Linked DNA regions of Mus musculus: region 2 is linked to region 1. The links are chromatin contacts, called in public Micro-C maps. All regions are on one chromosome and are shown on one strand. The core of a region is the stretch at or near the end of the contact, and the rest is flanking DNA. Distances in the headings are between cores, read along the strand shown.

Region 1 (5,412 bases), core at 1,095-3,594:
GTAAACTAACTTTTTAAATTTTATATTTTGTTTTGTTTTCCTTGGCCACTTCCCTAACCTGTGCTGAGCAATAAAGGGCTCCTTGTATTTTGAGCACTTTAGGACATAACTCTTAAAGTTTGAGGCCCTTACGGGCTGGAGAAGAGACCAGAGGAGACACAGGTCTGGCAATCCCTACAATCAAGGATACAATAGTGTCTCTCAGACATTTCAATAGCTCTGAGGAATCGCCTTCCCACATAGAGCCTGACATAGTTTCCCGTTAGTCAAGTTACTGCCGCTAAATCTCAGGCAAGGAGGTCCAGAGAACCTGGACTGACTTCAGGGACTTGGTCGTCAGCAAAGAACAGAGTTGAGCCGGGCCCTGGGCGCCACCTGGGGGGAGGGGGGAAGGAGCCTTCTATCTAGGAGCTGTGACCCACTAGCCAGAATTGTCTGTCCAGACCTTGGGACAGCTGAATTGACCCAGAGCGTTTGGAGGCTACATTTTACTGGTCTGTGTCCTGCACATGTATATTTCTCATCATGTCCTCTCTTGAGTTAGTCTGTTGAGTGTCAATGCCCCTTCAGTGACCAGGGCCCTGGGATTCAGGAGTAGGGAAGACCCGGGTCCATCAATGACAACAGCCTAGTTCTGGGAACCGCTGGCACAGGTCATTCTGGACAAGTGCACTGGGAGTGGGCGAGGGAGCTGGGAGAAAAGGTGAGCTGGAGACAACCAGGGAGGGTGTGTGCAAGCAAAAGTCTGCTTTTCTCGAGGAGGTAGATAGCCAGCTGCCTTGCCTACCCTCGCGGGTTTGCCGAAAACAAGGGTCAGACTACTGAAGGAACGGGCGAGCATGGCAGGAAGGAGCCAGAAAGGAAGGGGTGCGGAGGCCTTTTCCCGCTTTCCATCCATCTGACCCAGAGCTGGCCAGGTTCAAGAACAGCCCAGACAGAAGCTCGCTTGCTGCGCTGTGTTCTGTCCAGACGCATTCTCGTTGGTGGAGCCCAGGCCTGCATGAGCCTCGGCGAGCCCAGGAAAGCGCGAGTCCCTCGCTCGCCTGCAGGGGCCCAGCCAACGGCGTGCTGTCCCGGAACTTCCAAACTAGTGTGGCGGCCAGGAGACTGACCGCCCGCAGGGGCACTGTGTGCTTCACGACCCGAGAGCAGACTTAGAAGGCAGGGACCCACCCTCCCCTCCCATAGTACTCACGGGGGGTACAGGCAAGGCGCGCGTCCCTCCACGGCGGACTCTGCATCACTCCGGGCCAGAAGATGGGCGTCCGACCGGGCAGCTCGGCCAGGGGCTTGGGGTACCGGCCCACGGCGGCCACAGCCGCGGCGCTGGGGCTAAAGTAGAGCCCGGGCGGCGGTGGCGGAGGGCTCAGGCTGCTGAAGCGGGGCAGGCCGGCCAGCAGCCCAGCGGGCGACGAGGCGGCAGCGGCGGCAGCAGCAGCGGCGGCGGCGGCCGCCGCAGAGGCCGAGGTGGCGGAGGCGGACGAGGAGGAGGAGGAGGAAGACCCGGAGGGCGAGGCGGAGGGCAGGGCGGCCCCCGAGGCCACCGGCATAGAGGGCCGGCTCAGGATGTCGTTGATGCCGTGTGGGGTGGCCGCCGAAAGCTGCTGCGGGGGACTGCCCAGGGACGAGAGGCCCCCCGCGGCCGGGGGCTTCAAGCCGCCCGGGTTATGTGAGCCCAAAGGTGGGGAGGGCGACGAGGACGAGGAGGACGAGGACGAGGAGGAGGGGGGCCCGGTGGGCAGCGGGGGATAAGCGGCGGGGTAGAGCGGGGTCTTCATCTCGGCCATACTGTGCAGGGCGGCCAGGGGCGGGCTGCTGAGCAGGAACGCGCTCTGCCGAGGGCCCTCCATCGCCCCCACAGCTAACATCCCACAGCCAGACCCGAACCCGCAGCCACGCAGGTCGGTGGCCCCGCCGGGGCTCGGGAGAACCCGAGGTGCCGGGGGCGCGCGCAAGCGAAGTGTGGATCGGCCGCGGGCTCCGGGAGCTGCGCAGCAAAAATGTCCAAACGCCCCGCGGGAGGCGGCAGGGGCGAGGGCTGCGGGGGCGCGGGCGGGCTCAGCGCTTCCTCGGCTTCGGGAGTCCCGGATTCGATCCCAGGCGCTGGTCCCTCGTTCCCGGCTCAGAGCGCTCTGCTTCTCATCTTCTCCACCCCCGCGGGAAATCAGCAAGACGTACCCCGCAGCCGACCCAGAGAGTTTGCAACAAGGTTGGGAGGCGCGGAGCGTTCGCTTTGATGTAGGAGGGCGGGGGCCGGCTCGCTCGCCTGGGGGAGCTTCAAAGCGGGCGGCGTTCCGCCCGGTGCGCGCCTCTGATCTCGCTCGGACGCTCCGCTCTCCCGGCGGCCGCGCTGCTGAGTCGCACTCACCGCTCGCCCGGGGGACAGAGCACAAACGGCCGGCGCGGGTATCGCGCCCGCCACTGCCTCGGGCCCGGCGTTACTGCGCCAGAAAGGGCAGTCAGTGACACCGCTCCGGCGGCTGGGGACTTGGTGCGCCCACGAGCCTACTTCCCCTCCGAGCCACGCGGCGCCGGACTAGCCGGATCGAAAAGGATAAAAGAAAATAAACCTAAGTATGGAAAAAGTCTGACGGGCCGGTTCCGATCGTCCGTCCTCTTCTGCAAGCCGGCCGGGAGACCCCCCCCCGTCCCACCCCCTGGCGCCCTCTCTTCCTCTCACTCTCCGCCTTTCTCTTGCCTCTCTGGCATTTCTCCTTGGCTTTCCAGGCTTGGCTCTTCCAAGCCCTGTCCTCTGGCCAAACTGACCCTCTCGGCGGCTCTTCCCTTCTCTCCTCTCTCCCTCTGGGCCTGACAGTTCGGATGAAGCTCTCAAAGGTAATAAAATATTTGCACCCCTCCCTGCCTCTCTTTAGCTGGGGGACGCAAGGGAGGGGAGGTGGGGGGCCAAAATGAGAACTTTCGAGGACGTCATTCCGGGGCGGCTCGGCGGGGCGGGACTGAGGAGCGGGGCCCGGGTCCTGGGCGTAAACACCGCCTCCAATAGCGCTCAGCTTGGGCAAGGCGTCGCTCCTAGAACACGCCCACCTGGGAGCGCCACACCTTTTGATTGGCTGAGACTAGGGAGCCATAAGGACGCGCCCTCCTAGTCCCCGCCCCAGCTTCACTTGGGCGGAGCCAAGAGGGGAGGGGCCTGGCGAAAAGAGTGGTTCCAGTCTAGAGCCAGCGGCCGGCTCAACTAATCGTGCAAAATAAAATGGAAAGGAGAAGGAGGGAGCAGGGACGAAGAGGGCATTACTTTTTAAAGAGAGGAATAATGAAAATCCAGCCCTTCTATGGAAAAGCAGTTTAAGTGCGGCTCTTCCGCCCACGCCAGCTCGCGTCATCCTCCCCCAGCTCGCGCGCGGCGCCCACCTCCAACGGTGTCTGGACCCTTGCGAAAAGGGAGCTAATGGAGCAGGCAGGAGGCATATCCCAGGCCGACTTCCTTCTTTTGAAGGGATTAATTAAAGGCCCTCTGGGCTCTTCCAGAATCGTGTAAATTGATTTGTTGTTCCTTAAGCCCGTAGATGTTTTTAAACCCCTCGCAGGCCTAAGGGTCACCCTTCACCATCTTTCCGTCTCCTGCTCTTTTCTGTTCTTTCTCCGTTCTTGTCTTCGCTCTCCCACTCCCTAGATCATTATCACTTATGAGGGGGCTCAGTACTCTGGGGATGAAATCAGCTTAATGAGAATATTTATCTCCTGCGTGGTGTCTAAACCTAACAGAAATGAGATAATTATTTTTTTAAAATCCTCCCTCTATTATTATTAGTTGGATTTATGAGGCAGGATCACTAAAATTCACAGGACAACTTTAGATAGAGGAATACCTCGGGGGAAGACAGGTAACTGTTGGAAAGTCTGGTCAAGCTCTCAACTCGGGTAGTTGAGTAAACTAGAGACGACCGACTTCTAGGCTGACATTGGGAGCGATGGTCAAAAGGGCTTTGCTCCCTCTGGCCGATCTTTAAGGTCTGCTCAGGGTTGACCAAAACCAAGGAAAAAACCTCTTTGGTCGATCTTGAGAAATCGGGCAGTTGATACACCAGTGGGGGGGGGGGGGGCGGGAAGTGTCACAGCAGAGATTTGCATCATATTATTGAGTCCAAATTTAAGGTTCAGAAAACAGAAATAGGCGATAAATGACCCAGGAATTAAAACTGAGCAGCGCCAGGGAGTTTGACTCTGAATGTCAAGCAGGAGGCCTTAAACTGGTCGGTCCCCTTACTTCTCCAAAGCTTGAGTGTTGTCAACTTGAGGTTGAGTTTGACGTGTGAGAGTAAAGCCTAGGGGTTAATCATCGCCTGCTCCTTTCATTCGCTCAGAGTCGGGGGTGGGGAAGATGATATTTGTCTTCCTCTGGCTTTCCCATCTTTATTAACTTCAAGACTTGGTTATTGCCATCATTCCGTAGAGTTTAGATCTGACCCTGGAAAAGGTGGGGCTCTGCACGGGTGGGAGATATGCTAAGCGGCCTGCCAGTCTCTAGGCTCCGGGGAGAGCTAAAGTGGGTGCTGTCTGCGCTTCCACGCCAGCCCTCTGCTACCTAAACCCGAGAAGAGCAGCCAGCCAATTTCGTGAAGCGGACAGTGGCGGGCAAGCCCCGGCTCTGTTTCTGCCGCTGGAATTTCAATGCCTCTGGCTTCCTCACAAACTACTCTCACTCGGACCCAGCATTTCCTCCGTGGCACACGATCAGCCAGAGCTCGAATTTTGGGCCTCCTGCGATCTGCTCATGTCCACCGGGAAAGGGACTAGGTAGGAACCGAGAAAACCGAACCTAAGTGTATTGGAAGTTCTTTCCTCAAAAGTAGCTATCTTTGTAGTTACTGTAATGGGGAATGGGTTGGTAAATTGATCGGTTTTTTTTTCTATTGAGAATTTAGTATCTGGTATTGGGGAGGGGGTGTCAAAAAAGAAAATAGACCGGAGAGAGACAGACAGAGACACAGCGAAAGACAGAGAAGGACACACAGGGACAGAGAGACAGAGAAAGACAGAGAGATAGACAAAGAGAAAGACAGAGACACAGAGAAAGACAGAGAAAGTGGGGAAGGGGGAGGAGAGAGAGAGAGAGAGAGAGAGAGTCAACTCCAACTTAACTGTGCTCCGTAGTTACAAAGCTGGTTTTGAAATGAAGACATCTCATCCGTTGAGTCTCTGTCATTCATAATTCATAATTTAAATAGTATGATTCCCAATTCTAACAATAAAAAATGATGGGGACTGTGTACCTCGATCCTTAAGGGGTGTCTAAATTCTTCAGCGGCAGCGGCAATGGCAGCTTGTTTTCCGACTCATCCCACCCGCCTCTGAAGAAAGGCGGGTGCCTCTAGCCAGGTGCTGTCCGGGATCTGCCCCCAGGATCCCAGGAGTGTGAGCTGCTGGGCTCAGTCGGGAAGAGGTCACCCT
Region 2 (5,775 bases), core at 3,204-5,703, 39 kb after region 1:
ACATGACCCTTTCTGCTAAGCAGTGCTTAGCTATCTGGGTCTCTTATGGTTCCATGTGAATTTAGGATTGGCCTTTCTAGTTCTGTGAAGATGCTGAACCTGTACATTGCTTTGGGCAACACAGATACTTTCACAATGTTAACTCTGGTAATCCGTGAGCACGGAGGGTCACTCCATTTTCTAGTGTCTTCTTCCATTTCTTCAGCAAGTAAAAGTGAGCTGAAGAGATAGAGGTCTGTACTGGGTGGTTTTGTGTGTCAACTTGACACAAGCTGGAGTTATCACAGAGAAAGGAGCCTCCCTTGAGGAAATGCCTCCATGAGATCCAGCTATAAGGCATTTTCTCAGTTAGTGATCAAGGAGGGATAGCCCATTGTGGGTGGTGCCATCCCTGGGCTGGTAGTCTTGGGTTCTATAAGCAAGCAAGCTGAGCAAGGCAGGGGAATCAATCCAGTAAGAAACATCCCTCCATGGCCTCTGCATCAGCTCCTGCTTCCTGACATGCTTGAGTTCCAGTCCTGACTTCCTTTGGTAGAAGAGCAATGTGGAAATGTAAGCTGAAAAAAACCCTATCCTCCCCAACTTGCTTCTTGGCCATGATGTTTTGTACAGAAATACAAACCTTAACTAAGACAAGGTCTTTCTGCTCCTTGTTTAGGTGTTTTTCCAGGTGGTTTTTATTTGTTTTTAAAGCTAATTCTTTCTCATCAAATTCATGGAGCTGTGTATTTTACACATGACTCGGTGGGTGTGAGGAGCACTTTCTCAAACTAATCCCTCTCTGGGAGTGTGATTTGGGACAGCAGCTCACAGATGCATCCACCTTGTCTACCTAGTCCTGTCTATTGTTACCTTGGATTCCGACAATGAGCTACAGTCCCTCTGTACTTCCAGTGGTGCTGATACAGAAAGGAAGAACGGGAGGAGGGAGGGGGGGAGAGAGAGCGGAAGGAAGAAAGAAAGAAAGAAAGAAAGAAAGAAAGGAGGGAGGGAGGGAGGGAGGGAGGGAGGGAGGGAGGGAGGGAGGGAGGAGAAATTACACATTAGAAAGCTCTGCATAACTCGGTGACATTCTACCTCTAGTGTGAGAGAAGCTCTCTCTCTCTCTCTCTCTCTCTCTCTCTCTCTCTCGCTGATACGGACTACGGAGCATCCAACCGGGACACAGAAGATACGAAGAGATAAGCAAGTCCTATCCCTGGAACTCAGAACACAACTTTGCGCTTCGTTGTCCCTCCTCTTAGAGAGGTGGCAAAGGAGGCAGAAATGGACTGTCAGGGGGCCAAGGAAGAGGAAAGAGGACCCGAAACCCAGAGTGTTCTACTATCACACACTGCCTTCTTTCTCTACTGAAAAACCGCCATGAGCTTATGTCTAACTCAAAAGCCCCTCTTCTTCACTGAGATATGGAAACAGTCAGAGGAAGGTCCCTTTAAGTTTCATTTGTTTTTATTTGACCGCGCATGTGTATTATCGTTTCGGAGAATGTTAACAAGTGTTATAAATGGCTTGTTCTTATCTCACTATTCAATGTGTTAAGTATACTTTATCCAACTACATACATCTACTGATTATTTCCTCTTGGCTGGGACAGAATGGGGCATTAGGGCTGCCCAGGACTCAGTAAATATTTGTTCATTTCCAATTATAGTAATGTTTATCTTTGAAACAGCCAGCTGTTTTATTTATGGTAGGATGAAAGGGCACCATCATACTTATCGGTTTTCACTTCCCAGGAAAGGCACTATCAATAAACTATGACGCTTGCATAAATGTTTTTAAAAGAAGTGTCACATATTTGTTGTAATGGCGCCCCCTAGTGAACATTTCCATTACTGCTTTTTGAACACCTTTTAGGTTTGTTCATTGATGGTTGTTGGTTGGTTCACCTACTCATAATCTAAGCATCTAGAGGATGAGGCAGGATTGCCTCAAGCTCTGGTCCAACTTGGGAATACATTCAGAGCCTGTTTCAAAAGCCCTAAGAGAACTTTCTTTCCCCTGCCTATAAACAAAAGTTGTCTCCCAATGATCGTCTAAGTTTCATACATGGTCACAAAACTGAATAATAGAAGCAGAATTCCTTTCCTCTTGAAACAAACGGTGTCTACATTTTAATCCACTTGAAACAAGGAAAGTGAAGAGAGCAGGGCAGTCTCCAGCAGGTAGCATTTGCAGGAAGAACTTCGGTGTGTGGAAATATTCCACGTGGGTTCTTCCTCAGCACTTACACAGTTTATTTACATAATCTCTGTGTTACTTTATGCTGTGCCCTGCTAATCACTTTTTGCAGATGGGAAGTCCATGCTGCCAGCAAGTGGAAGCTGAGACATGGACCCAGGTTGCCTGACCCAGATTTCAAGCTGCAGGTTAATTATAAGTTAACAGAGCCACTGGATTGCTTACATCTCAAACCCAGTTTTCCTCCTCATAGCAAACCAGTTTGTCAGACAGTGGCTTCATGGATCCATCGTCCTCTGCTTGCATCACAGAAAGGCCCAGCACTGTCCTGCCCCAGGACTGCAGCTCCTCTCCCTGTCACACCCCGCAGCTGCCACTCAGCTAGGAAGAAGTGCTCCCTAATCCCAGGGCCACAGCAGGACAGAGCCAAGGACAGCACAGGCAGCCACAAGAAAACAACAACAACATTAGAGACAAAGGACACAAATGCCAACATCCCCTGGCAGATCGAAGACAACGAAAACAGCAGCACAACCAACAATAAAACACAGAAAATGAAGAACTCGTGAGGTCATACGTTATGTAGAAAGATAGACGAGAGATCTGGAAAGGTGAAGAGACGATAGATTTGATACATGTTCTCTCTGGTGGCTTCAGTGAGGAAATCCTCCTTGTGTGTCTAAATGCTTGCTCCCATGATGGTGATGCTATTTGGGGGAGGTTATGAAGCCTTCAGGAGATGAAGCCTCACTGGAGGAAGTGTGTCAGTGGGGGGGGGGGAGAGTGTGAATGGACTTTGAGGGTTTAAGTCCTTACCCTACTTTCTGATCCCTGACCCCTCTTCTATCTCTGTCTCTCTCTTCTCTCTGCCTCTCCGTCTTTCTCTATGTGTTTCTCTCCTCTCCCCCTCCCTCCTTTTTCTCTCCCTCCCCTTCCCCCCCTCTCTCTCTTCCCTCCTTTCTCTCTTTCTCCCTCTCCCCTCTCCTCCCTTCTTTCTCTCTCTCCTTTCCTTCCCTCCTTCCTATGTGTGGATAGACAGTGATGATCAGCAGCCCTCCTTCTCTCTCTCTCTCTCTCTCTCTCTCTCTCTCTCTCTCTCTCTCTCCTTTCCTGCCCTCCTTCCTGTGTGTGGATAGACAGTGATGATCAGCAGCCCTCCTTCTTTGTCCTCTTGGACTCCCCTCTGGAGTCATAAGGCACAGCAACGCTCTCCTCCTAAATTTGCCTTTGGTCCAGATATTGATCACACTGACAGAAAAGGGATATTAGTCCAGGATCTCTCCAGCAGGAGACTGCTAGGGGCACATTAGTAAAAACAAGAGTGTTGGCATTCACAAGGAAGGTTCCACAGTTTTATCACAGAGAGACTGGATCACGTGAAGTACACCGATGGATTCTAACCCAGAGAGAACTTTTGATCAAGACTGGTGTTTTCTTCCCTCCTCTTGCATCATAGCTTCAAGGGAAGCAACCGTAATCAAAATCCCACAGGGAGAAGCTAGGTTAGTTCTTGATCTGCTGAGCTCAGGTAACTCAGCCAAGGAGCAGATGGTTCTGGTATGACTCCAGGTGCAGGCTTCAGAAGAGTCTCACGTGAGACATGTCCCTCCTCATAATGCGGGCTGACCACAAGGACAAGCAGAAAAGCCAGACGACGAATGCCCTGACTCATTGAAAGAGGGGACAGTAATCTTCGACACAACCAAATCAGGGTCAGAGACGAAGTTCAACGGCAGAGCACGTGCCTAAATCACACAAGGTTTAGTGAGGATTCAAGCCCAGCCATACAAAAGCATAAATAAAACCAAAAAGCTGTCCAAATCATAAAAGATAAAGGCCATGGAAATACAAATTAAAGGTATAAGCATTTGACAACTTAATGCAATACACATTTCTCTCCCGATTCTGTCCAGGAAGGATAAAATGGCCGAAAGTTCATTTTTTAGGAGAATGGACAAAACTGAAATCTGAATGAGCAATTTCAGAGTATGGCACAGTGTAAATTTATTGGGCTAGATTACCGGTAAGAGAGGGAGAGGGAGGGGGAGGGGGAGGGGGAGGGGGAGGGGGAGGGGGAGGGAGAGGGGAGGGGGAGGGGGAGGGGAGGGGGAGAGTGAGAGAGAGAGCGAGAGAGAGAGAGAGAGAGAGAGAGAGAGAGAGAGAGAGAGAGAGAGAGAGAGAGAGAGAGAGAGAAACATACACTAAAGTACACAGGGGCAAAAAGAGAGGTATTTTCCTTTAAAAGGCTCAGAAAGAGCGTGCGTGGGCGTGAGCGCATGCGTGCATGGGGTCTGAGGAGCTGATGAGTCAGCAGTGGCGGTGGCGTGGAAGCCATGACCGCCACTAAACACTGCACCTGAACTGGCTGAGGTGGTAGCTGTTAAAGTCTGAAAGAAAATATAACTGTAAGCAGGTCACAGAAATACAGGGCGAACAAATAGTAAAGCGACAGGATAAAGCGGAGGTGTGAGTCCATCTGTCGTCACCGCAACAAAATACCCGAGGAAATGTGGAAAACCTTGTGCTGTCTCCTGCTTCAGAGGCACCAGCCCTAGGTCACGCTCAGCCTGGGCCTGTGGTGAGATCCACCTCACAGCAGAAGTTTGTGTTGCTCTCTCACACTAACGGTTTGAGAATTTGATCCCTTCTGCTACCTAGAAGCTGGTTGCCCCTGAGGTCCCTCCTTCCTCTAGCATACCACTCCTCAGAATGTCCAGAGATGACGCTGCAAGGACCCGTCTGTGACGAACTAGGGCACTGAGGAGAGCGTTCTCCAGGTTCCTTCCTCTTCCTGCGTTGCCATTGTTACCGTGTGACATTCCAGGGTAGGAGAGGTGTGTTCCTGGGGGATGGGTGGGAGGGTGCGCGTGTGCATATGTGTGTGTGTGTACATGTGTATAAATACTACTGCAATCCTTGGTCAGGGCCCTGACACTGGGTATTCCAACATATTGGGTCCAGCCACTCACCTCCAAACCCAGAGAAAGTAGGTGTGAAAACCAGGAAAGGACATTTAGTCAGTAAAACCACAGCAGGAAGGAAGGGCAGCTGCTCCTGTCAGTGCTGTTCAGCGGGGCAGTCAAGAGCCCCCGAATTATCCAGGCAAGGAAAATTATCCAGGAATCAGAGGAAACACATGCCATTGGTCAGTCTTGGTTACACTCTGGTCTGGCTGATCCTTGTCTAGGGATTAGTAAAAGCACAGTAAGGAAGTTGCAGTTGCCTGGACACACTGTCAACTCTTGTACAAGGTGTTTGTCTATCCACCTAGAATTCTAGGTGACTGAAGGGGAAAATGTTTCAGAACAAGAGAGTCACAGTATATGGCCACGTCTGCTTCTGCCCTCTGCAATGCACCAGGCACCTACAGGCCCAAGTGAGTGCAGGCGCTTTTAGCCACAGCAGACTCTAGATCTTGCTTCCAAAAGGAGAGACAGGTGAAGGGAAGATGGATGGTAGTTTTGGAGTGTCTGTGGTTTTCAAGTGACAGGCTAGCTATGTAGCCCAGACTAGCTACAATCTCATGATCCTCCTGCTTCAGCCTCCTGAGTGCTGGGATGGCAGGCAACAGTGTGGGTGTTGTTTGTTGTTGTT

The links. A called contact is a pair of places that touch in the nucleus more often than the background predicts.
Region 2: a Micro-C map of embryonic stem cells shows a contact between it and region 1, with 2.1 times the contacts expected there. The contact joins the promoter of 9430085M18Rik here to the promoter of Nkx6-1 in region 1. A contact is called at or near these places in 2 of 39 promoter capture datasets (embryonic stem cells and liver), 2 of 484 Hi-C or Micro-C datasets (both in embryonic stem cells), 2 of 115 datasets of contacts at active chromatin or transcription factors (both in embryonic stem cells) and 1 of 9 other capture datasets (liver).

What each region holds. Positions count from the first base shown.
Region 1 is chr5:101,662,367-101,667,778 of GRCm38.p6, forward strand. It overlaps Nkx6-1 (NK6 homeobox 1), which reads right to left and starts at 2,345. Exons shown (of 3, transcript NM_144955.2): 1 at 1,196-2,345. The coding sequence starts at 1,868.
Region 2 is chr5:101,699,096-101,704,870 of GRCm38.p6, forward strand. 9430085M18Rik (a long non-coding RNA gene) reads left to right here and starts at 4,454. Exons shown (of 3, transcript XR_001785073.2): 1 at 4,454-5,015.